Linked DNA regions of Rattus norvegicus: region 1 is linked to region 2. A link is a contact called in public Hi-C data. All regions are on one chromosome and are shown on one strand. The core of a region is the stretch at or near the end of the contact, and the rest is flanking DNA. Distances in the headings are between cores, read along the strand shown. Region 1 overlaps Rnf144b (ring finger protein 144B). Region 2 overlaps Rnf144b (ring finger protein 144B).

Evidence for each region. Hi-C and Micro-C count contacts between places; a contact is called where the count stands out from the background.
Region 1: a contact with region 2 is called in a Hi-C map of the A7r5 cell line, with 2.4 times the contacts expected there. The contact joins two enhancer-like sites. A contact is called at or near these places in 4 of 12 Hi-C or Micro-C datasets (the A7r5 cell line, Schwann cells, hepatocytes and 1 more).

What each region holds. Positions count from the first base shown.
Region 1 is chr17:17,740,289-17,745,254 of GRCr8, reverse strand. All of the region lies in intron 1 of Rnf144b (ring finger protein 144B), which reads left to right. Among named protein-coding and RNA genes, the nearest start is that of Rnf144b, 26 kb to the left of the region's middle. Within about 2 kb of position 3,529, at least 2 of the 93 cell types and tissues checked have an H3K27ac peak or open chromatin away from gene starts, as enhancers often do. A contact at or near this core is called in the A7r5 cell line, where this site is marked.
Region 2 is chr17:17,667,950-17,672,642 of GRCr8, reverse strand. All of the region lies in intron 2 of Rnf144b (ring finger protein 144B), which reads left to right. Among named protein-coding and RNA genes, the nearest start is that of Rnf144b, 99 kb to the left of the region's middle. Within about 2 kb of position 3,127, at least 8 of the 93 cell types and tissues checked have an H3K27ac peak or open chromatin away from gene starts, as enhancers often do. A contact at or near this core is called in the A7r5 cell line, where this site is marked.

The sequences.
Region 1 (4,966 bases), core at 2,280-4,779, 72 kb before region 2:
GTCTGGGGTGGGATTATCTTGCTGTGTAATTGAGGTGAGAAGACTCTAGCAGGAGGGGTGGGGCTGTACCTTGACTGTGATCCAGGACTGTGAAAAAAGAGGGGTTGGGGAGTGAGGGGTGGGGGGTTAGTGAGCCAAGCACAAACACTAGTCTCTGCTTCTGACTATGGATGCAATGTGACTAGCTACCTCAGGCTCTTTCTTCCTGGACTCCCCAAAATGATGGACTATGATTGGAATTATACCCTTTCTCCCATTGCTGCCTTTGTCAGTATTTAACTTAATCAGTTTTATGTGCATGTTTTGTCTGCGTGAATGTCTGTGCACCACTTGTATGCCTGGTGCCCTCAGAGATCAGAAGGCATTGATGGATCCCCTGAATTTATAGTTAATAAATGTAAATGGAGCAAGTAAAGGTAAACTTTGCTTTTAAAGTTAGTGTGTGTGTGTGTGTGTGTATGTGATGTGTGTCTGTGTGTGTGTATGTGTGTATGTGTCTGTGTGTATGTATATATGTGTGTATGTGTGTGTATGTGATGTGTGTATGTGTGTCTGTGTGTGTATGTTTGTGTCTGTGTGTGTATGTATATATATGTGCGTATGTGTGTATGTGTCTCTGTGTGTCTCTGTGTGTGTATGTGTGTGTATTATGTGTGTGTCTGTATGTGTGTGTGTCTGTGTGTCTGTGTGTATGTTTGTGTGTATTGTGTGGGTGTCTCTGTGTATATCTGTGTATATGTGTGTCTGTGTGTCTGTGTATGTCTGTGTGTGTGTATGTGTGTCTGTGTGTGTGTGTCTGTGCGTATATGTGTGTGTATTATGTGTGTGTCTGTGTGTCTGTGTACCTGTGTGTGTGTGTGTGTCTGTGTATGTGTATGTGTCTGTGTGTGTTTGTGTGTATTGTGTGGGTGTCTCTGTGTGTATCTGTGTGTCTGTGTGTGTGTATGTGTGTCTGTGTGTATGTATGTCTGTGTGTATATGTGTGTGTATTATGTGTGTATGTGTCTGTGTGTCTGTGTGTATATGTGTGTGTCTGTCTGTGTGTGTGTCTGTGTGTCTGTGTGTCTGTGTGTATATGTGTGTGTCTGTATGTGTGTGTGTCTGTGTGTATGTATGTCTGTGTGTATATGTGTGTGTATTATGTGTGTGTCTGTATGTGTGTGTGTGTGTGGGGGGGGGGCACCAGGGCCTTGCACATGCTAGGTGAGTGCTCTAACACATATTCCAGCCATATTCATAGCACATCACTCCAACCCACACAAAACACTTTATAGTTTGGAGGCAAGGTCTTGTTAAGTTGTCCAGACCAGTGTTTTACTCGCCCTGCAGCCCGGGCAAAGCTTAATCTTGCTGTCTTCCTTTCCCAGTCTCTTGGGATTACTGGTTGACACCACAAAACAATTTTAGAAAGCACCTTCCAGGAAATGGTATTTGCTTTAAAAGCTTAGGGTCCACACCCACCTCTTTGACCATTGGCCAAAACATAAACTCGGTGAAGTTGTATCTCTTTTCTTTTCTTTTCTTTTTTTTTTTCTTTTTTTCGGAGCTGGGCCTTGCGCTTGCTAGGCAAGTGCTCTACTGCTGAGCTAAATCCCCAACCCCCTCTTTTCTTTTTTTTTTTTTTTAAAGATTTACTTTATGTGTGTAGGGGGTTTTACCTGCCTGGATGTCTGCTCACCCTCTGAATTCCTGGTGCATATGGAGGTCAGGAAAAGGTACAGAATCCCCTGGAATTGGAGTCACAGACAATTGTGAGCATCCATGTGGGTGCTGGGAACTCAAACCGGGTCGTCTGGAGGAGCAGTCAGTGCTCGTAGGCTCTGACAGGCTTTTCTCCCGTCCCTCTATCTCTTTTCTTTACAATTCTTTCCTAATGATTCCAGTAAGCCGTCAGCATTTGACTAAGTCTCTCCTTAATTACACTGAGAAGATGTATGCTCTTCAGAAGAAACCGAAGACAGACACGCACACAGGAGTAACCCTCTAATAGCAAGCAGGAACCTCTAGCCTTGGGACTCCCAGGCTCACTTCATCTGATGGTGGGACGTTTTCACAGGCCTTAGAGCTACAGGACCTGAGTCCTGAGTCCTGGACCAATCATCTCCCAGCATTCCCTCTTTCCTACTTCAGTTCCTGTAATCTGTGGGGTCGGCATGACTCTGAGGTGACATGTATAGACGGGGCTTGCAAAGAACTGCCCTGTCTCCACAGATGTTTTTTAAAAATAGCTTTGGAACATGCAGAGAGCTCTGAACAGGGAGCCAGGGAGCTCTGTGCCTGGTCCTCGGGGTGGTTAACTTTTTGCCACTGTAACACATCCCTGAAGTGAAAACTTAGGTAGAAACAAGGTTTATTTGGGCTCATGGTTTCAGTCCATGGCTTTTGGGCTTGTGCTGAGGTCATGCGTCATATCAGGAACCCATGGCCAAACGTTTCCTAGCCAACAACAAAGCAGAGTGGAGAGGGAGCCTGGATAGCTCGCAGTGGCCTGTCATTGCAGTTTCCCGTGACCTAAGACCTGCTCTGCCCTGTCTCTTAAAGCATCCCCCGCCCCAGCACTACACTGAGGACCAAGCCTTCCACCCCTGGAGTCTGGGGACAGACACATCCACCGCCATTACCCTGATTTGCTGCCTCTCACCCTCAGTAACAATGGAGTCTCACTATACCAAGCCCACTCCCTCATCATAGAACCCTGCAAATTGAATCAGAACACTCCTTACGATATAAGGCTTTTGAAACAGGAGCTCTAAGCTCTAAGCCTGGCTGTCATGGAATTCACGATTGTAGACCAGGCTGGCCTCAAACTCACGGAGATCCGTCTGCCTCTGGCTCCAGAGTGTCAGAACTAGAGGTATGCGCCGCCATGCCTGGCTCGGACATGGGGTATTTTATGATTCCAAGAATTTAAATCATTTGCAAAGGAAACACCAGGACACACCCAGCATCGGTACCGTACAATATGCCAAGTTTGAACTAGGAGGTTAGGAGGTGGCTGTTTTAGGAGGATAGGAATTGGCCCTCCCAATGATTGGAGCTTTAGGACAGAAAATGAATGTGTTGGGCCTATGTGGCCAGGCCTTCAGAAAATCAGGGTGCTGGCTCAGACTGGTTCAAGTGGTGAAGATGCAGGGATTTGGGTGGGCTTGAAAGAGTGTTAACAGACACCTCCCACCCAGCTGGATTCGGTGTTGTCAGGATCTAAGGCCACAGGGATTGTCAGGGTCAGCAACTCCAGGGCTGCAAGTTACAAGAGAAGAAGGTCTTGGTGACAAGGACAATGAAGTCAGAGAGGACCCGATTACCCTCTGCCTCTACGCAGCGAGAGCGGTCAGCTTAAACTGTAAATCGGATGACTTCTCGCTGCACATTACATTTTCTTTAAGCCGCGTCTTGAAATTAAACTGCAGTCCCTTACCATGGGCTCTTGCACTCTGGAAGGAATTGATTCTTGCTTATCTCTCTAATTCCCTTCCCCATGGTTCCACCCCACCTCTTTCCAAGTCCCAGCCACTAGTCACAGCAGGGAGTTTGGAGCCACTAAGCTGCCAGGCATGCGAGCATGCACAGGGGCAGCCTCTCCCTCCCTCTTCTTCATGGGGTCGGCTGTCCGTCCGTCAGCTTTAATTCTGTAGTTTAACTTTCACTATTCTTTCAGGCAGGCTTTTTTTTTTTTTTTTTTTTGATTACTCTACCTAGAGTTCTGTTTATTTTCTTAACCACCTCCACAGTCTATAGTTAGCATGCTCACACCCACGACGGGACGAATGAGAGAGCCAATGAGATAACACCTACTCCCTTCCCCCTTCTCATATCCGAGCTCGACTTTGTAGCTTATTCATCTCTTCAAAGTAATATAATAACTTCTGGCCATGAAGCAGCGTCCGAGCTAAGGAAGCCATGTTCAAGTGTTCAAGGAAGAAAACGAAGACCAGAGAAAATCAGAACTAGGCTATTTTGCTAATACACATCATAAACATTGTATGTAACAATCGGGGTACTATATGGCTGTTTAATGAGTGTTTATATTACAATCTAAATCAGGTTAAATGTTAGTGCACTCAGTCATCATTTCCGGTTTTAACGGTTTATTTGACTTCTATCGATATGACTGTATTTGCGCATGCACACAAGTTTGGAGGTGCCTGGGGAGGGAGGCCAGGAGAGGGCATTAGATCCCCTGGAACTGGAGTTCTGAGCGGTTACTAGTTTTCTGACATGAGTGCTTGGACCCAAACTCCAGTCCTCTGTGAGAGCAGCAAGTGTTCTTAACCTCCAAGCCATTTCCCCAGCCTCCAGATCTCCCATTTCCTCACAGCTTGAGACACATCCTTTACCGGCAGTGGCTCTCTGGTGTTGAACCTTCCTAGAACAGCTCACTTCTGTTACCGGAGCTATCACTTCCTCCTTGCCGAAGTGTTTCAGTGAATAGTAACAATATGTAACTAACTATACAAGGTTTATACCAAAAATAAATGCTCCATTATGCCTGGATTATGGTACACTAGCCCCTTTCCTAGCTGACTTTCCTCTCCATTTTGTGACACACTTGTATCTACTTGGGTCTATATCCCTCCCCTCTCCAAGTTGCCTTCATTCAGCCCGCACAGCATTTTATAATGTGAGAACAGTCTGGCTCACTCACTGGAGAGTTTTGAAAGCTGGTTCTTCACTTTAAAAGGCAGTTGAGAGCAATAGCTATCTTTCCCAAACCTAAAACAAGTGGCTCGTCCCTCAGAAGGCCTTTGGACAGCAGAGTCTACATCCCGCTAGGAAGTCTCACATCCTCTTGATCTGTGCTGCTCTCCCCAGACTTTGCGCTAGGCTAGCCCTCCCCTGCACAGACCCACACTTATCTGGCATAAGTAACTGTCGACCTGGTCTTTCACCGACAGCACTGCAGAGCGGGCATCCGAGGAAGCCTCGGGGTGTGCATCGGAGGAAGCCCCTGCTATTTCTAAAACTT
Region 2 (4,693 bases), core at 1,878-4,377:
CTAAAGCTGCATCAGGGACCTCTGATGGCCGCCTTTCGCTCTGTGGATCCCACTGCACCAGTGCAGGGGTAGAATCTAGACTGATGATAGGCTTAGAGAAGTTGGGAAGAGAATGATAAACTAACCCTAGTGGCTTGGTAAGGAGTTCTCTACCAGCCCCTGACTGGTTTTCCTGCTTGGCCGGCTACCCTTTTATCCGTGATGCGAAGAGTTAAACATAAGCAAAACTGTGCTTTAGAGAACTTGAAAGTCCCCGGGGATGGAAGTAGGAAGCATCTGGGGGGACTTGGAGGAGGGGAAGGAACGTGATCAAAATATATTGAATGTAAAAAAAAAAAAAAAAAAAAAATTTTTTTTTTAATGTTAAATTTTTTTAAATAATTTTTTAAAGTATAGTAGGAAAACACAGAAGGATAACAGTCCCAATCAGATGTTGGTTTAAACCACAAATTCCATAATTATTAATCATGACAATCGAGGCTAAATTTACTCATGTGGTCCATGCGAGATGGACTGATACCGGTTTCGGAGTTTCTGTGAAAGCACAGGGAGGGATTTTCAGATGTAAGCTCTGTTTGTCACCTTCCTATCACTAGCTGAATGCCTGAGATGATTAACCGATTAACTGATGCAGGAGATCTATTGTGTAGGCGCTCTGCTGGTTCCAGTGGTTGGCTTGTGGTGACATCAGCATACTGTGGCAGAGGTAGTTGACACCCCCAGGGACCTCCAGTCCCCCTTGGAAGTCACTCCGCCTCATCCTGATACCAAAATGAATTCCAAGGACGTTGGTGAGGGCGGAGCCATGAGAGTTAGCCGAGCGGCAAAAGTTTATCCTGTGACGTGGTATCCAATCCATTCTGAGTTTCGAACGGGACCCTGAATGGTTGTATCCTATTTCATCATGGCTGAGGAGGTTTTTCTGAACCTTTATCAATTTGAGTTCTGTTTCCCTTCTTATTACTGAGACCACGTTCACATCTGAGAGGCTGAGAGGCCCTGCGTAAGAGTTTAGGTCAGGACTCTGATGAGAGGAGGACAGGGGAGGAGGAGACAGGAGAGCATAGCCCTGTGGAATAGGGGGCACTGCTCACTCCCACTGCCTGTGCCAGGTCTGTGCTGGTGCTCCTGTGCCAGCCGAGGGCTGGGGCTCCGAGGGTAATGCTTACTTGGGGGAAATGGAAAGATGTAAACTTGGCAAGCCCTTTAGTTTTTTCTCTCCGTGAGCCATGAGAGTTTTCTGTATGTCAAAGGTAGCAGCTGAGCTTGCTATCTTTGGACTAGAGTAGGATTCGGTAAGAGATTAAGCCCCGATGGGGCAGAAGGAAAGCCCCTGAGGTCCCCGGGAGAGTTCTTGAGTCACCTGTGTGGGAAACAGGAATCCACCGTGAGAGGCGTTCGCTCTGGGGGAGTGTTCTTCCAGTTTCTCATCGCTTGTAGTGAGGGTTGGAGCAGTTATCCTCGTCTCTAGATGTAGGTATTTTGTGATCGCTTGAGATGAAGCATCTGATTGTTCGCCATCAGTGGGAACCAGACACACTTCTGAGTGGAGCCCAGATTTAGTTTACCACATTGACTGTTCAGACTTCCGAGGTGGACCTCGGTACCCCCTTTCCAGAAAAAGTAAGCAGAACCTCTTTAAAGTATTTAAGGCTATTTAAATTAAAAGCGCTTCAGTGTTGTATATGTAGTTTCCCCTTTAAGCTTCCTTCCCCCCTTTGCCTGGAACTGGCTCATGCTTATTTCCATGGTGGATAGCGATGGAGAGGACGCCTCTCTCTGAGGTTCATTTCAGTTACCATGGCCAAGCCACACACAGGGCAGTGACAGGCATAACTGCATCTCCCAGAGTGATACTTAGGGTGGGCGCGGGGTGGGGGCGGGGTCAGATGGTGCAGGACACAGGGTTCTCAGCACGACTGCACCTTACCATCACCCCAGATTTAAAATCTCAGGGACCAGATTAGCAAGGCGGCAGAAGACAAGAACCATGTACAAAGGTCAACAGCATTTCTTCATCCTATCAAGGATTGATATAATGGAATTGTGAAAGAAACTCCATTTACAATCATTTCCAAAGGACCAAAAGACCGAGGAATGGATGAAGATATGTGAAGCATATACTCTGGAAAATACGCGTTCTTGGTAAGAGAGGCCAAATGAACGGAGAGGCACTTGATCTGAACACTCAATGCTGTTCATGCGGCCACTCGAGCTATAAACAAACAACTAGAACAACGCAGAGAATCTCAGAAAAGAAAAACAAAGTCAGGGAGCACACCTCCAGGTTACAGAACTCACTACAAAGCTACAACCATCAAAGCAGGGTGATAATGCTCACAGGGGGATTCAGAGTCCGGTGGGTGTGTCTGAGCGTGGCCTTGTCTGTCCTCGGATCCCACAGAAGACAAGGTAAAGGTCTTCTATCCGGGAAGGCCTTTCTCACAAGGTAGAATGGATAGACGCTCTGGGAGGCAGTGAACAGTACAGCCAAGAACACACACACACACACACACACACACACACACACACACACACACACACATACACACGAACACAATACATCATCTGCCACCCATCAGTCTGACTGTCTTTCTCCCAGTCATCTATATATTACCTGTCTACCTGTCATCAGTTATCTATCATCTACCTGTCATCTGTAATCCGTTAATCCTCTATCATTAACGTTAATGACATCAATAACCTATCATCTATCAATTTCTACCAACTGTCTATTATCTGTAATCTAGCCAGCTAGCCATCACTGTGCATCGTCTGTGTATCTACGACTGCTTTGTCTACTCCCATAGTTGGCTCTTAGGCGGGTACTTGGCAAGCAAACTCTTTGCCATGCCTCTATGGCCAGGGAAAACACCTTATGAAGAACGCCATGTCCTTTGATACAGCGTGAGCACCAACCCTGGAAAAAACTCTTCCTTGAAAAATTCCATTGACATAAGTCACGGGACAAGCTGGAAGGAACAATACAAATCACCTGGCTCCCCATGTGCTCGGTGGCTAAACGCTCGACCACATCCTATCGGAATCCTTGAGGGCTGTGCAGCGAGCTGGAAGAGTAGTCTCTGATATTATTTATGACCCATGTGGTCTTTAAAGTATTTGTCTCTGCTCTGTCAAGCCATGTATGTGAAAGGGAACTGCACAAAAGAAACAATTCTCCCTTTCAGTGAGTCATACAGGCTTTTGAAATGCTGTTTATGAAACATCTCCTCGGACTTTGTTGACCGTGGAGAAAATTGCAAGATCTGCCATCTGCTCACGTTGAATGATCTGCACCTGTTAAAGGTGACAATGGCGGTGTTTTATGTGCTTCTTTTTTTTTTTTACCCCCCGGAGCTGGGGACCGAACCCAGGGCCTTGCGATTGCTAGGCAAGTGCTCTACCACTGAGCTAAATCCCCAGCCCCGTGTTTCTTTTTATACGTAAGCTAGGTGTCGTGTTTTTTCTTTTTCCATCAGAATTGCTCATTGTTCCCCTGTGTTTGGCTTGTCTGTTGTGGACAGTGGTTCTTGTAAAATGCTTTGGACTCTTCCGTGCCTCTCTAGCCTGTGGGAGCAATGAAGGGAGGGCTTGAGGTGATATTTTTTAGTTAAAGTGAACGGAAGATGTGACTACAAGGCACTTGGAAGATGTAAGAAGTAGCAATAAGGACTTCCTCTGCTTCTTGGAGAAGTGCGTGCCCACTCTGAGTTCCCAACTGCATAATGACCTACATGTACACACGCCCACCCCCAACAAGCCTTTCTTAGAGTAAAAGGAAGGAGTGTGCACACAGCTCTAACTTCTCTCCTAAAGTCGAGGCACGCCGTCTGTTTTGTAGACATGGGAATGCTTGTGTGAAAAGCTTTTAATTCATTACCTGATGTATTACGGACCTCGTATGAGCAAACGGAACATCTGCTCTAAACAGCCAATGGGGAACCTTAATATTTCACCTGTACAAATTTGCAGTGTAAGTTTAAGTAATTGTTTTGCCCATAAAGACACTCATGGTATCTCTCTAGTTACTATATACCATTAAGCGTTTTCTCTACCCCTGAAAAGTCCTCAGGAGAAGCTTGTCTGCCGGCTGGTGGGACATATGTGCTGGTTCGTACACTTTTTCTGTGCATTCAGTTTCTCTACCCCAGGTGTCTTAACTGGTTCCTTGCAGGGAGTCAGGGAAGTTTAAACATGATGAGAACTGGGTCCTGGGGTGGAGTCTTTCCCCCACCGACAGTGGGTGTCCACCTCAGCCGCTGTGCTCAGGTTATCAACGGCACCACTCTGTTTCCCTCATGCTCTTTTCCCTTGGGCCTGGAGAAGAACATGTATTTTTAGAGTCTGTTTACCTCAGTTTCTGTGAGTGGCATCTGGCAGAAGAGGGCCAAGACAATAATATTGGAAGCATGTGGCTGATGGGAGCCTGGGAAGACTCCAGAAACAGCCTGGTAGGCAGCCCTTTGCAGGGTCCCTTGGGACGACGCCCTTTGTGCGAGCCAGTGTATAGGCCCTCTGGGCTTTGCTGGTCAGAGATCTTTCCCCTATTGCCCCTGGGACTGAGTCACGCTTTACCACCGAAAATCTCAGGGCAAGTAATTGTTACCCATTTCTTGAACATGAAAGTAAAAGTTAATATTTAGTATCTACCACGAGGCCATTCACAGGGTAAGAGCGACTGGGGTGGAATCTG